Linked DNA regions of Mus musculus: regions 2 and 3 are each linked to region 1. The links are chromatin contacts, called in public HiChIP or PLAC-seq and promoter capture Hi-C maps. All regions are on one chromosome and are shown on one strand. Each heading gives the region's core, a stretch centred on a gene start, on an enhancer-like site or on the middle of the called end of the contact. The rest is flanking DNA. Distances are from core to core; before and after follow the strand shown.

Region 1 (4,432 bases), core at 539-3,038:
GGTCTTCTGCAAGAGCAGCCAGAGCTCTAACTACTGAGCCACCTCCCCTCCAGCCCCAGCTGTGATTATTTTTGTAGGTGTGTGTGTGTGTATAGCCCTAGTTTTCCTGAATCTCACTATGTGGTCCTACCTCAGCCCAAGTGCCAGGATTAAAGGTGTACACCACCATTGCCAGTTTGGTCACTTTTACAATTAGTTATCTATCTTGTCATTGTGTAGGGTGTTGGTACTTCTTTGGCTATTTCAGGGAGGTCAGAGGACAAAGTGGAGGTCCTGGGTCTCTCCTTCTACCATGTGGGTCCCAAGCAGCAAACTCAGGCCAACAGGTGTCTCTAGGCTTAGCTCTGTGCTCCCAGAAGCCACCAGAGTGCTGCCGACCAAGTCCTTTTGTGAGGTGAGCCCTTGCAGCTCTTTCTGGTTTGTGAACGGTAGTTACAACTGGGCTGGTTCTTCTTCCTCCCTCGCCGGCAAGGTATCGGGGCAGAGTGGTGCTCTGGTGCCATGGAGATCCCTCAGACTGTCAGATGGAAGCACTTCATGTTGGCAGCCAGTGTTGGGAGGGCAACCCCCCCCCACACACACAACTAGGGACGCCCCCAAACCAAACCCTGCCACCAACAGGGTCATGTCTGCTACATCATGTTTTTCTTCTTATTTCCATATTTACAACAGAATTCCAGGGTCCAGACCCGGGATGTTAGGGTTTACCACCATGTCACCCCTACTCAGCTCCCTGATCTGATGACAAGGGCCACTGCCCTGCCCAGCGATCAGTGTGGTATAGGGCTGGTGGCTGGGGTGTGTCTCCAGCAGCCAGTAGATGATGGCCATCAGCTGAGATGTGCCTGGGAGATTCGGAGCCCAGAGGAGGCGGGGCCCACTTGAATGTCATCACCCATTCATGAAGAAGACCGAGACACAGCAGAGGAGAAAAAAATCTGTCCCCCAGTGTGTCCCCAACATGGGGTGAGCAGCCAGCCTCCCCAAGCACTGAACCAAATCTATTGTGTCTGTGCAGGGAGGTGACACGGGTACCCCATGAGCACCGTGACCAGGAAAGGACCCCCTTATCTACATACTTCCAAGTCCTGGGTGTGGTGGGTGTCCATGAATGCCAAGTGACAGCGAGAGACCAGGAACCCCCCCAAATCCAGGATAAACAGTATAGGTCTATGCCGGTGGCCACGCTGCTAAAATACCCACCCTTTTTAATGTATATGCAATGCTGATTTCTCCGAGCCCGCAGTCAGGGTTATAAATAGAAAACACTCGACACCGGATGGGAGGTTTACCGCCCCCAGGATGCTCCACCGAGAACTGGGGCTCTAATCCTTGGGTTCTGCATTCCCCTCACCCCACCCCCGACCCTCCTGGCTGGCGCAGCATCCGCGCTGGGGTGCCGCCAGCATTTCCCCAATAAACCTTTCCATAGCTGGGCTAGAAGCAAGGGACAAATGACAATTTAAATTTCCAGTTTGCAAAAGGCCCACTCACCTCGGTAGCGGAAGCTGCCTCTGCGCTGTCACTTGGACACAAAGGCGGGCATTTCTCGATGGTACCCAGGCGAGGGGCCTGGTGGAAGGATGCTCAGGGCCAAGTCCACATCTGAGGAAGGTCACCCAGGGCGACGTGGCCACAGCACACCTGTCCGGCCCAACTGTAGAAGGCGGCGCCGTGGGTTAGTAGCAGCACCCCTGTCCCCCTTTAGTCACTGTTTCCCCTGCCATCGCAGCCCAGGCCTGCCGCGGCTCTGGCTTTTCCCTTTCTGATGGCTGAGGCTCTGTCTTTCCCTCAGATAGTGGAGGAAGCTGCTTTTGTGTGCAGGGGGCGGGCCCAGGCCTGATAGACAGTTCTAGCATCCCTGCCTGCATCCTCCTCTCCCCATTGGCTGAGGCGAAAGCATTTCTCCCAGCCATGCCCAGAGCAGGTGCAAAAAAAAAAAAAAAAAAAAAAAAAAAAGTCTCTGAGATGGTGCATCTTACTTATGCAAAACCATAAGAGAAAATAAATAAACGGACAAGCAGCCGTGGCCTAACTCTTACAGGATGGGGGCGGGGAGCCTGCAGGATTCTTTGGTACGGGGGAAGAGACGCCCTTGAAACCATCTTTGAGGGCAAAGAAATGGAGGCTTCCAGATCCCCCTTTCAGGGTGAGTCAAAGGGTCCCTCATTCACCCAGGACAAGGCAGAATGTTGGGATGCAGCGAACCTGGCTGATTGTTTTAGATGTATTGGGTCTGCGCTACCGTGGGAACAGCGCCCCTGCAGTTGCCCAGAGGAAATCTAGAAGCTGATGGAAAAATGGACAGCTCGCATGCAGCTCAGCATCTGCAGTTGGATGGGATGGAAAGACAGTTTGTATCCTGGTCTCAAGTACTGGAAGCGCTGAGACCGGGGGGTGGGGGGTGGGGAGGCGCGTTGCAAGTTCAAATCCAGGTTGGACTAAGGTCAGCCTGGACAACTTGGTGAGCCCCCATCTCAGAAGTGAGAAGAGGGGTCATGCTGGATGGTTCAGCAGGTGTGCGTGGAGCTGTCAGGGAGGAGGGGGGTAGGCAGAGAAGCTGGTGTGCACTGGCAGTTTCAGCCCGAAGCAAGCGCGGGAGGAGGCTGGGGCTAACTGAAAAGCAATCGGAGGGCCATTGATGTCAACGTCTGCCCTCTGCATGTGCACTGACACATGCACTGGCACATGCACACACACACACACACACACACACAAACATTTAAAGAGGGGTGGGGGCGTGGTCAGAGGTGATGTCCTATGTAGAATTCAGCCAGTGGTCAGGGGTAGAGCTCTGCCTAGTATGGCAAGCAAGGGTCCTGGGGAAAATGGAGACTAAGCTACAATTTGATTTAGCAGCTGAGAACTGCAGTTGATTTCCAGACGTTACCAGAAGTAAAAGAGAGCAGAGAAGGATGTCCCCAGTGTCCATAAAGAACTAATCGCCCAGACTTTGGTCCCTGAAAGTGTGAGAGAATAAATGTTTGGGGTTTAACCCCCCTCCATTCAGTTTCTTATCTTTCCTGGTAACTAATATAAGACCCCACATAGTAGTGGATCTCCAAGGTTCTTTCTGCACATCCTGTGAGCACATCAAGTTCCTTCCTGCCACAAGGCCTTTGCCTGTACTGTCAGTACTCTCGGATCTCCTACGTTCATACGAGTGTACATGTGAGTATAGGTCACATAGGCTCTCTCTTCCTGACAACAGGTTTGTTCTAGGCATTTCCCACCATGGAAATGCGTGCCTACTGTCTCACTGAGCACGAGGCTCATTCACCTGTCGGTGCGGCCATAACTCCCACCCACTTTCAGAACCTTCCATCTACCCACACTATGCCCATCACCTCCCTACTTCTTATATCTTACTTCCTGTGTCTGTCAGTCTGAGGACTCCAGGAACCTCCTGGAAGTGAGATCCTGGTCCGAGTGTCCTTTTGTGTCTGACTCATGCTGACATGCTGTCCTCAAGGGCCATCCATCCATGTTGGAATAGGTGTCTGGGTTTCCTTGCATTTTCTGGGCTATTACTCCATTTTGTGTGTTTCCTTTAGCACTGATAAATCAGTTTGCACCTTTCTAGAACACGTCAGAAGTTGGACTCTCAGAGGCAAAAGTCAAGGGCACAGGGCTTGCAATAAATAATAGGGGAAAAGATCACATGTAACTCAAGAGAAACTGCCACAGTCCCCCTGCCTTCTAGAAAGACGTGGGCTACACACCTAGAGCCTTAAGCCTTGGAGGCCACACATGCTCAGGTCAAGGATGGTCACGTGCCACCCACCCACTCTCTCAGCCTTGGAATTTCTCAAGCTTTCTCAAGAATCAGCCAGCTCTCTGCCTTGCGTCCAAGAAGAGATAAGGAAGGTGGCAGTGTACATCAGCAGGTGATGGGGCTTGCCGCCAAGCCCAACTACTGGAGTTTGATCCTTGATCCCTGGGACTCCACGTGGCGGATGGCAGGCCGGGTCTAGAACCGACTTCCCTAAGATGTCCTTTCATCATCATAGAGGCACCTGAGTTAGGCGTCCTCCGTAGGGGGCGGGGCTTGGCCGGTGGGCGGAGACAGGCTGAGGCTCTCTGGGGCTAGGGATGGCAGGTTCGAGCAGGGGCGGGGCTTGAACGAGCACGGGGCGGTGCGTCGGGGGCAAGGCCCTGACGTCACTCCCGTGGGCTCCGGGAGGACGTGGACATGGCGGCTAGCAGCTCTTCCGGCCTCGCGCAGGGCACCAACCCGTCGTCCAGGTAACGAGCCCCGTGGGCGGCGAGGCGCCCCAACCCCGCGGGACTCGGTCGTGAGTCACGGGGAGCGGGGCGGGCCCGAGGCGGGGCGACGGCCCCTGGGGTCCGCGGGAGGGCGGGGCGGGGAGTCCGGGGAGTGACAGGCAGGGTGGGGGCGGGGACCCCGTGGGGATAGGGCTAGCCTAGGAGG
Region 2 (3,895 bases), core at 798-3,297, 310 kb after region 1:
TTAAGAACCAAATTGCCTTGGGTAGAGGCAAGGTGCTGTGTGCAGGTCAATGCAGAGTCCTTCAGCTGCTGGTCAGCTTAGCCAGGCCATAGCACAGAGGGCCAGGGAGCACTCCTGAATCCGAGGGGACTTCAAGGCCAGCTTTGGGGACAGGACAGAGCTGGGATGACACACTATTGGGCTCAGCCAACCAATGTCATCTTTACCTGGCAGCTGCTGACCCCCTGCAGAGGTGGGCTAGGGCCATACTGTGGCCCCCATATGACTACCCTGGGGCCACTGCTGTTTGCTCTGGGCTGCTCTGTCCTCTTCTTATCCCATCCTTCCTGGAAAGCTGCATAGAGCTTTGAGGGAATCCCACCATGCTGGAGAAAAGTAACCAAGGCTCCATGACCCTGAGAACCACACAGGCCACAGCAACAGAAGACAGCGTGTACTCCTACCTGACATCTCTCATGGGACAATTGGAGTATCACTGCCCTCCACCCCTCCTAGTCAAAGGCTCCCCACAGTCCTTTCCTCAGGTTCTCCAAGGCCACCCTTTGTCCTGGGTCCCCATTCTTGAACTGCATGTAGCTCATCTGGGATCTGGGAGGGGCAGGCAGAGCTCCCCAGTCTGTTTTGTAAACCCCCACAGGGCCCAGGCTACCCTGTCCTCATTTTGGGCTCTTATTTGGGGTGACAACAAGAGGACCTGGGCTCCCTGGCTCCCAGCAACAGGTGGGCCTTGAGGAGTCAGAACCCCAGGAAGTGACAGACACACATTGAGCTTCCCTGGGGTGGGTGGGGTGTGGAGAGGACAAGACTGGACCCCCAGGAGGCAGGACAGGGCCAGGGAGGCTGCAAGGCTGACTGCTGTCAACCTACTGGGTTCCGGCACAACAGAAGCCCAAAGAAGAAAAGCCACCCACTCCAATGTGGAGGAATTCAGAGGATCTATGGAAAAGAGAGGGAGACTGAGGAGTACCCACGAAAGCAACAAGCCAGAAGCAAAGCAGGACCATTTGGGTGTATAGTCCTTGGAGGTAGAGAGGAGGGTGCAACCCTTTGGGAACTGTCTTGGGGAGTCTGTAATCCAAAGGGGCATCATGAGAGCAAGACAGCTTACAGGGCTCACCGGAGGCTATGTGGGGACAATGGAAAGGAGAGAGCCTACTTGGTGCGGCAGGGCCAAGGGCCACCTCCGTGCAAGAATTCTCAGGAGCGACAGAAAGCAAGTCTCCCAGGGTCCTGGGGCCCAATGTGGCCAGCAGATGCAAAATCTCACCACAGATATCAGAGGCAGGAGGCTGACCCCGAATGAATCTAAGGCCTGGATAACAGAAAGGCTGGCCACAAAGGGTCGCACAGGCTGAGCCCAGGGGACCACACGGGAGAAGCTGGCCACCACAGGCCCAAGCCACCTGCACTGCTCAGGGTGCAGCGATCCCGGAAGGGCTGACCGCTGCAGGGCAGCGCTGACTAGTTGCCCCGAGGACATCCGAGGTGGCCCGACAGGCCGTGGGCAGCGGTCTGAAGGGGTCGCACCCGACTGTCACCGCGCGCTACTCGCCGGGGACCAGAGACCGCGGCGGCTGCAGCACCCTGCGCGCGCGGAGACCCCGGCAAGGCCCGGATGCCCCGTGCACCCACCCGGTCCCCGTGACAGAGGTCCCACGGCACGGGCACGCAGCTCACCAAGTAGCAGCAGCTTGAGCTCGCGCCGGGCGTCGCGCTTGTCCCGCCGCAGCTGTTTCTCGATCTCCGCGTTGATGCGCTTCGACTCCTTCACCTCGTCGCTCAGGCAACACGCCATCATGGACTCCAGAGTCATCGTCGCGGTCCTCCGGCTGCCGCCGGCCCGGCCCTACCTCTTCCCGGTTCCCCGAAGGCCACGGCCCGGCCCCAGAGGCGCGTCCACCGTCCGCGCCGTGCAGCGCAGCCGCCGCCGCCGCCGCTACCCGCAGCCGTCGCCACCGAGCGCCGGCGCCCGAGGACCTGAAGCGCTGCCACGGGCCCCGGGACGGGCAGGCGGCGCGGCCAATGGGAGGGGCCGCACGGCTGCGCGCGCGCGCGCGCCGCAGGGACAGGACTTTAGGATCGCCTGGGGGCGGGGCCTCGCCGCTCGGGGGCGGGGTCTGGAGGGCGCAGCGCAAGCGCGCGTGGGGTTGCGTCGACGTGGGAAGGGGTTGAACGGTTCGCGGCTGGGCGCGGACGCCGAGGATTGTGGGAATGGGGAGGACTCGGAAGCCCGAGCTCGGTTCCTTTCGGGAGGCGAAGCGAGGCTCGGCTCGGGGAGGCGCCGCTCGGCTACACTCGGCTCCTCTCGGCTCGGGCAGGCGCCGCTCGGCTGCGCTCGGCTTCTCTCGGCTCCCCGAGGCTGTGCTGAGAGCGCCAAGAGAGAGGCTGCAGTTCTCTGGAGCGAGGCCGTCACCGCCTGCGGATGTGAGAAAACGCCCTGACCGGCTCGCTCATCCATTCCTAAGCAGGCCTATCGTGTGCCAGGCAGAAATTCATGCCCTACTGTGTACAGTACATTCATGCAGCACTCGTTAAATACCACACAGGTCACAAGTATGAACACAATGCTTGCTGTAGAGTATACACTGATGCGGCAGCCTGTGGTAGCTCAGGCATTAATATCACATCTACTGTATACCAAGCCTTAAGGAAACACGCATATGTAACTGCCACATTCAATATAGGGTATACAAACCAAGTGTTTTTCACATATACAACGTATGCCAAATATGAATGCTGTGCCTGCCGTATACCACATATTGTATATAGCTCCTACTGTGTACTATGTGCTGATGCAGCACAGTACCTCCTATTAATATGCTGCCTGATTTCATATATATATGTGTGTGTATATATATATATATACATATATACATATGTCATATATGTGTGTATATGTACATATGTGTGTATATATACATACACATATATGTATATATGTATATGTGTGTATATATATACACACGCACACACACACACACATACATACATATATACTGTCAACCAGGCTTACTGGCAGGTGAAGAATAAGCATTATTAACAGTCTGCCTGCTGTATACCAAGCACCAATTTACGCTGTTGTTGTGCATGTGAACGCCCATGAATGTGGTTTGCATGTGCTGGAGTGGAACCCACCCCACCCCCGCCCCCCGCATGTACCAGGCAGGTAAGTTCCCTGTTGGTGGGTCAATCTGAGTCCCCCAAGTGTAAACTAACTCACAAACCTGAGAAGTGTTTTCTACCTTCCAGAAAGAGGCATGCGTACCCAGTCAGCACTCAATCAGGGCATGTGTCAATAATAAGAGACTACAAAGAACTTGAAAGTCAGGCCTGTGCTGCATGCGTTCCTGTCCCAGTCCCTGCCTGATTGCCCAGCCTTGAGATAAGACGGCAAGGGGAGGGTCAAAGTCTTCATTTACTAGCTGATTGGGGTTGTGGGGAGATTATTCCTCTGAAACTCTCCTATCAGGGCCTCTGTCCCCACCCCAGGAGTTCATGGCCCAGACAAGGGGCTCCCGGGTGGCCCAATGTGGTCAAAGTTCCTCTTGCAGCTCATAGGCGCAACCCCTTGAGCCTTGACCATCCCAGTGCTGGAATGACAGGCATATGCCATGATGCCTGTTCACATTTATCTTTGTGTGCATACATAGTTTCCTTTTCTTAAAATAATTTAATCTTATTTTACATGCACTGATGTTTTCCTTGCCTGTGAGGGTGTCACATCTCTGGAGCTGGAGTTACAGGTGGCTGTGAACCCCCAGTGGATACTGGGAACCAAACCTGGGTCCTCTGCAGGAACAGCAAGTACGGTACCACTGGGCCATACTACCCTCCAGCCCCTGTGAGCTGTTCTGTTTGGATTCATGGGTTAGGGATCATCACCTGGTAAATTGTC
Region 3 (4,260 bases), core at 1,245-3,744, 460 kb before region 1:
GCAGTGGATGTGAAGGGCAGGAAGCTCATAGGGTGACTGGCCAACCCAGGGAAGCCGGAGTGCTGCGTCTTCTGTTTCCTTGTTCTTTTCCCCTCTAGTCGTTTTCTGTTAGTAGTTGGCATCCTTATGCTTCATCTTACAGTCGACTTGAGAGCTGGCCCTGAATGGTCGTGCTGGGGCAAGGCTTTATTTCAGGCGTAGCACACATGGTGGCCAATGGGACTCTGTAGGATCTGCCCACACCCATCAGGTGTGCAGGGAGACAGAGCTGAGTCAGGCTCCAGCTCTGGGGAATATGTTGAGTCACCACCTCTGTAGGGTGGTTGTGCATCATAGAACAAGAGGACTTTGGGGTGTCACTGTGGTTGTTGGGTCCAACTGTGCATCTTTTCTCTTTCAGGACAAGCACCATGATGCTGCTCATGAGATTATTGAGACTATCCGGTGAGTACTGTATGGGATGAGCACTGGGCTCGGAGCTTCCTCCCAAGGTTCCCAGCACCCCCGCTGCACTGTCCTCACTGGGACCTCTGGGAAGTGTGGCAGGAGGAGCCCTGGCAGAGGCATCTCTCCATGACCCTTGTCTGGGAAAACCTCAGTTGTTTGTTTCCCCTGCCATGGTGGGGATGGAGCCAGCTCACATATGTGCAGCCTCTGAGCTGCTTGCTACCTCCTGTGAGATGGGACTTGGGACGTCTCTGTGTCCCCCATCTTCCCTTCACTAGTCCCCACCTTTGGATTGGAGAAAGATGGGAGTTTGTAAGGACTATGAGTAGGACCTCCTTCCTGTGACACCAGCAGACACATGGTGCCAGGGCAGCTGCCTGTTGGGATGGATCTGCAGCCTTTTTTCTGAAGCATCCTGTGGTTCCTGTAATAGTGGACATAGATTACTGGGGAAAGCCCTGGCAGACCATAGAGACTGGACTCATAGATTGCCATTCAATGCCACAGGTGGAGGCAGTGGAAGCAGTGGGACTTACAAGCCAGCCGGGGCCGTAAAGAGGCCAGTTAAGTTGGGTATAGTGCTAGCCTGGGGACCTGAGTACATCTCTGGAAGCCATGTGAATGAAGATGGAAGGAGGGGACTGGCTACAGATTTCCTTTGATCTCTTATGTGTGCTATGGTACACATGTCACCCCATCTTGTGCATCTACAAGTACATACATACCTAACCTAAGAAGGCCCACCCACACCCTTGCCAACTGTCTAAGCCTCCAGGAAGCTCTTTTGGTGGAAGAGTGTATCTGGCTGGAGTGGAACCCAGCAGAACTTGTGAGGCAGAGGCAGGAGCATCACTATAGTTTTGAGGCCAGCCTGGTTTGCCCCTTGGTATACATAGTGAGTTCAGGACAGTCAAGGCTGTGTAGAAAAATCCTGTCTGGGGGCGGGGTGGGGCGGGGTGTTATATCCCAAGCTGGTCCCTCCCCCAGAGTTTTTTTTTTTTTTTTTTTTAATTATGTTTGTGTGTGGTTGATTTGTCAGGTACACACATGCCACAGCATATGGTGGGGGCAGAGGGCAGCTTTGTGAAATTGCTTCTCCTCCTTGTGTAGGCTACAGGATTGAACTTGGGTTGTTGGTTCTGTGCCACAGTTGCTTTTACCCACTGAGCCATCTTGCCAGCTCCCTCCCCATCTTGGGGAAAGGTCCCATTATGTAGCCCAGACTGGCCTTGAATTAGAAATTTTTATGCCTCAGCCCCACCCAATGTGCTGGATTGGCTGGCTTGTACCACTGAGCCTGTCTAATATTTTGCTTTTTACCATAATATATGAATTTATTTCTTTTCCAAGTGCCAACACTGACCTTGGCCTCAAAATCTGTGATTTCTCAATAGCTCCTCATGAACTTGCACAGTAACATTCACACACACACACACACACACACACACACACACACACACACACTCCAGAGAGCGTCGTGCTGAGGCCAGCAACACCTCTGTGTTCCATTTCAGGTGGGTCTGCGAGGAAATCCCAGATCTCAAGCTGGCCATGGAGAACTATGTCCTGATCGACTACGACACCAAAAGGTGAGCAGGAAGGGATGGAGCAGGCTGTGGGCTGCACCTACCCCGCTGCCTACACCCTTGCTACGCTTCCTTCGGGAAGCTCTTTTGGTAGAAGAGTGTATCTGGCTGGAGGAGTGAGGCAATCACTGGGAACTCCTACACTGTACACATTGAATTGATATGTGGGAAATTACCAGGGCTGGTGAGAGAGCTACTGGCCGTTTTAACAGCAGGTCCTGCCAGCGCTATGTTGATGGGCCTCCACCTTGCCACCATAGGTGCTGGGTGAGGCCAATCCTTGCCCCCACCTAGGTAGGCCTTCTGTGCAGAGTGGGCGGAGAAGCAAAGGCATCCCTGGAATGCTGCCTGGAGCCAGGTTTGTTTTTCTTTGAGAAAGAATAGCCCAGGCTCTACCTCCTGCTCAGAGCCTGCCTAAAAAAGCTTTGCTTGACCTATGACCTGATTATTAGAAAGGATTCCTGCCAGCCTTAGTGACACTGGGACAGGACAGTCCTACAGTCCACTGGCTGGGCCCCTTGCCCTCTGACTAGCAACTGGGTGTAAGTGGACTCGAGCTCACTGCTGACCCAAGGCAGGAGCCTGTGTCCTTATAGAGTTGGAATTAACTTCAGCCCTCTATCTCACTTCCTCTGTGAAGCTCCTGGACCCCAGGAAACGACTTTTTTCATGTGAGGAACCCACCCAGAACCCTGCAGTGGGACCCTCCACCCCTCTGGTCGTCGAGTAGGCTTTCTTACCTTACCTGGTGTGACCTCAAACTCCTGGGGCTCGCATGACCCAAATTCCAAGTAGCTGGGACTGTAGTTGTGTGTGCCAACACCTCGCCCTGCTTTGGCTTTTCCCGGTTCAGGGATGCCATGCTCTGTTCTGTGGCTGCAGCTGTCCTGGGTTCCTTTTAAGAGAAAGAAAGGTGGGCTGGTGAGATGGCTCAGTGGGTAAGAGCACCCGACTGCTCTTCTGAAGGTCCGGAGTTCAAATCCCAGCAACCACATGGTGGCTCACAACCATCTGTAACAAGATCTGACACCCTCTTCTGGAGTGTCTGAAGACAGCTACAGTATACTTACATATAATAAATAAATAAATCTTTAAAAAAAAAAAAAAGAGAGAAAGAAAGGTGTAAGACACATGATTGGGGCCAGTCCAGGTTCATACTGTAACACACCAGAGTGCTGGGGCATCAAGTGGCATTGTGTGACTCCCTCACATGGGGAGGAAGCTGTCTGTGTGTCTTAGTGTTCCAGAGCATCCTGTCCCCAGCATTAGTCTCCTCCTGGGCATTTAGGGTATCCCTGAACATAGGGGGTGTGGAGTAGCACTCTCATCCCTAGAACTGTGCTTCTGCTACTTGGCGGTCAAAGTACACAGGGGTCTTCTCAAAGAAACCAAGAAATTAAGGGGTCCTGCCCCAGGCCTGTCCAAAAGCCAGATACCCCTGCACCTGGTCCTGGCTGATGGTGGCCTGGAGTCCAGAAATTGGCAGGGCCTCCACTGCCCAAGCAATCCAAGGCACTATGCCTGCTTGCCTCCTTTTTAAACGGCTCCATTTATTTTTACTTTGAGTGTGAACGTTTGCCCATTTGTTTGTCTCTACAACATATGCAGGCAGTACCCACAGGGGCCAGAAGAATCCCCTGGAGCTGAAGCTATAGCTGGTTGTGAGCCTCTTTGTGGGTGCTGGGAACAGAACCTGAATACTCTTGCAGAGGTAGCCATTGCTGTCATTGCTATACTAGGCTGTCTCACATGTTCCAACTTCGTTTTCTTTTTTGGAGACAGGTTTCACTGTATAGCCCTGGCTGGCTTGAACTTGTAACATTGTCCATCTCTGCATCTTTCCACCTCCTGAGAGCTGGAGTTGTCAGTGTGGGCCAGTGCCCCATCCTGTTGTCTCACATGCTCCTTACAGCTTAGAGAGGAGAGCCTAGTCTCTCTACCTTCTACCTCATTTGAGATGACTTCTTAATTTTGAATGCTGCACATGCCAACCCTGCCCCCTTCTTCCTTAGAAGGATGGAGAACTCAGGACCTCATTCTGCCCTGCTTTTGGTAGGTTCTCAGGACTCAAACCCAGGACCTCATACTTAGTTAGAAACAAGCACACTAGCTGCTGAAACTATCTCCCCAGCCCTCGCCTAGGTCATAGTTATGACATGCTCTTAAAGTTCCTCATCTAAGTGACAGTCTGACTGTGGAATTGACATGTGAAGTAGAGTTACCCAAA

The links. Promoter capture Hi-C pulls out the DNA fragments that hold promoters and counts their contacts. HiChIP or PLAC-seq counts read pairs in DNA pulled down with a chosen protein or histone mark.
Region 2: an H3K4me3 HiChIP or PLAC-seq map of embryonic stem cells shows a contact between it and region 1, with 4 times the contacts expected there. The contact joins the promoter of Gna11 here to the promoter of Atcay in region 1. A contact is called at or near these places in 8 of 39 promoter capture datasets (the HPC-7 cell line, cranial neural crest, embryonic stem cells and 4 more), 1 of 484 Hi-C or Micro-C datasets (B cells), 5 of 115 datasets of contacts at active chromatin or transcription factors (embryonic stem cells, large pre-B cells and pancreatic cancer cells) and 1 of 9 other capture datasets (liver).
Region 3: a promoter capture Hi-C map of embryonic stem cells shows a contact between it and region 1. The contact joins the enhancer-like site here to the promoter of Atcay in region 1. A contact is called at or near these places in 4 of 39 promoter capture datasets (cranial neural crest, embryonic stem cells, liver and 1 more), 1 of 484 Hi-C or Micro-C datasets (embryonic stem cells) and 1 of 115 datasets of contacts at active chromatin or transcription factors (pancreatic cancer cells).

What each region holds. Positions count from the first base shown.
Region 1 is chr10:81,228,998-81,233,429 of GRCm38.p6, forward strand. It overlaps Atcay (ataxia, cerebellar, Cayman type), which reads right to left and starts at 1,789. Exons shown (of 13, transcript NM_178662.4): 1 at 1,495-1,789. Zfr2 (zinc finger RNA binding protein 2) reads left to right here and starts at 4,166. Exons shown (of 18, transcript NM_001034895.3): 1 at 4,166-4,245. The coding sequence starts at 4,193.
Region 2 is chr10:81,543,115-81,547,009 of GRCm38.p6, forward strand. Gna11 (guanine nucleotide binding protein, alpha 11) reads right to left here and starts at 2,048. Exons shown (of 7, transcript NM_010301.4): 1 at 1,678-2,048. The coding sequence starts at 1,813.
Region 3 is chr10:80,764,202-80,768,461 of GRCm38.p6, forward strand. Dot1l (DOT1-like, histone H3 methyltransferase (S. cerevisiae)) reads left to right here. Exons shown (of 28, transcript NM_199322.2): 2 at 401-444; 3 at 1,962-2,036. Among named protein-coding and RNA genes, the nearest start is that of Dot1l, 11 kb to the left of the region's middle. Within about 2 kb of position 2,495, at least 57 of the 459 cell types and tissues checked have an H3K27ac peak or open chromatin away from gene starts, as enhancers often do. A contact at or near this core is called in embryonic stem cells and liver, where this site is marked.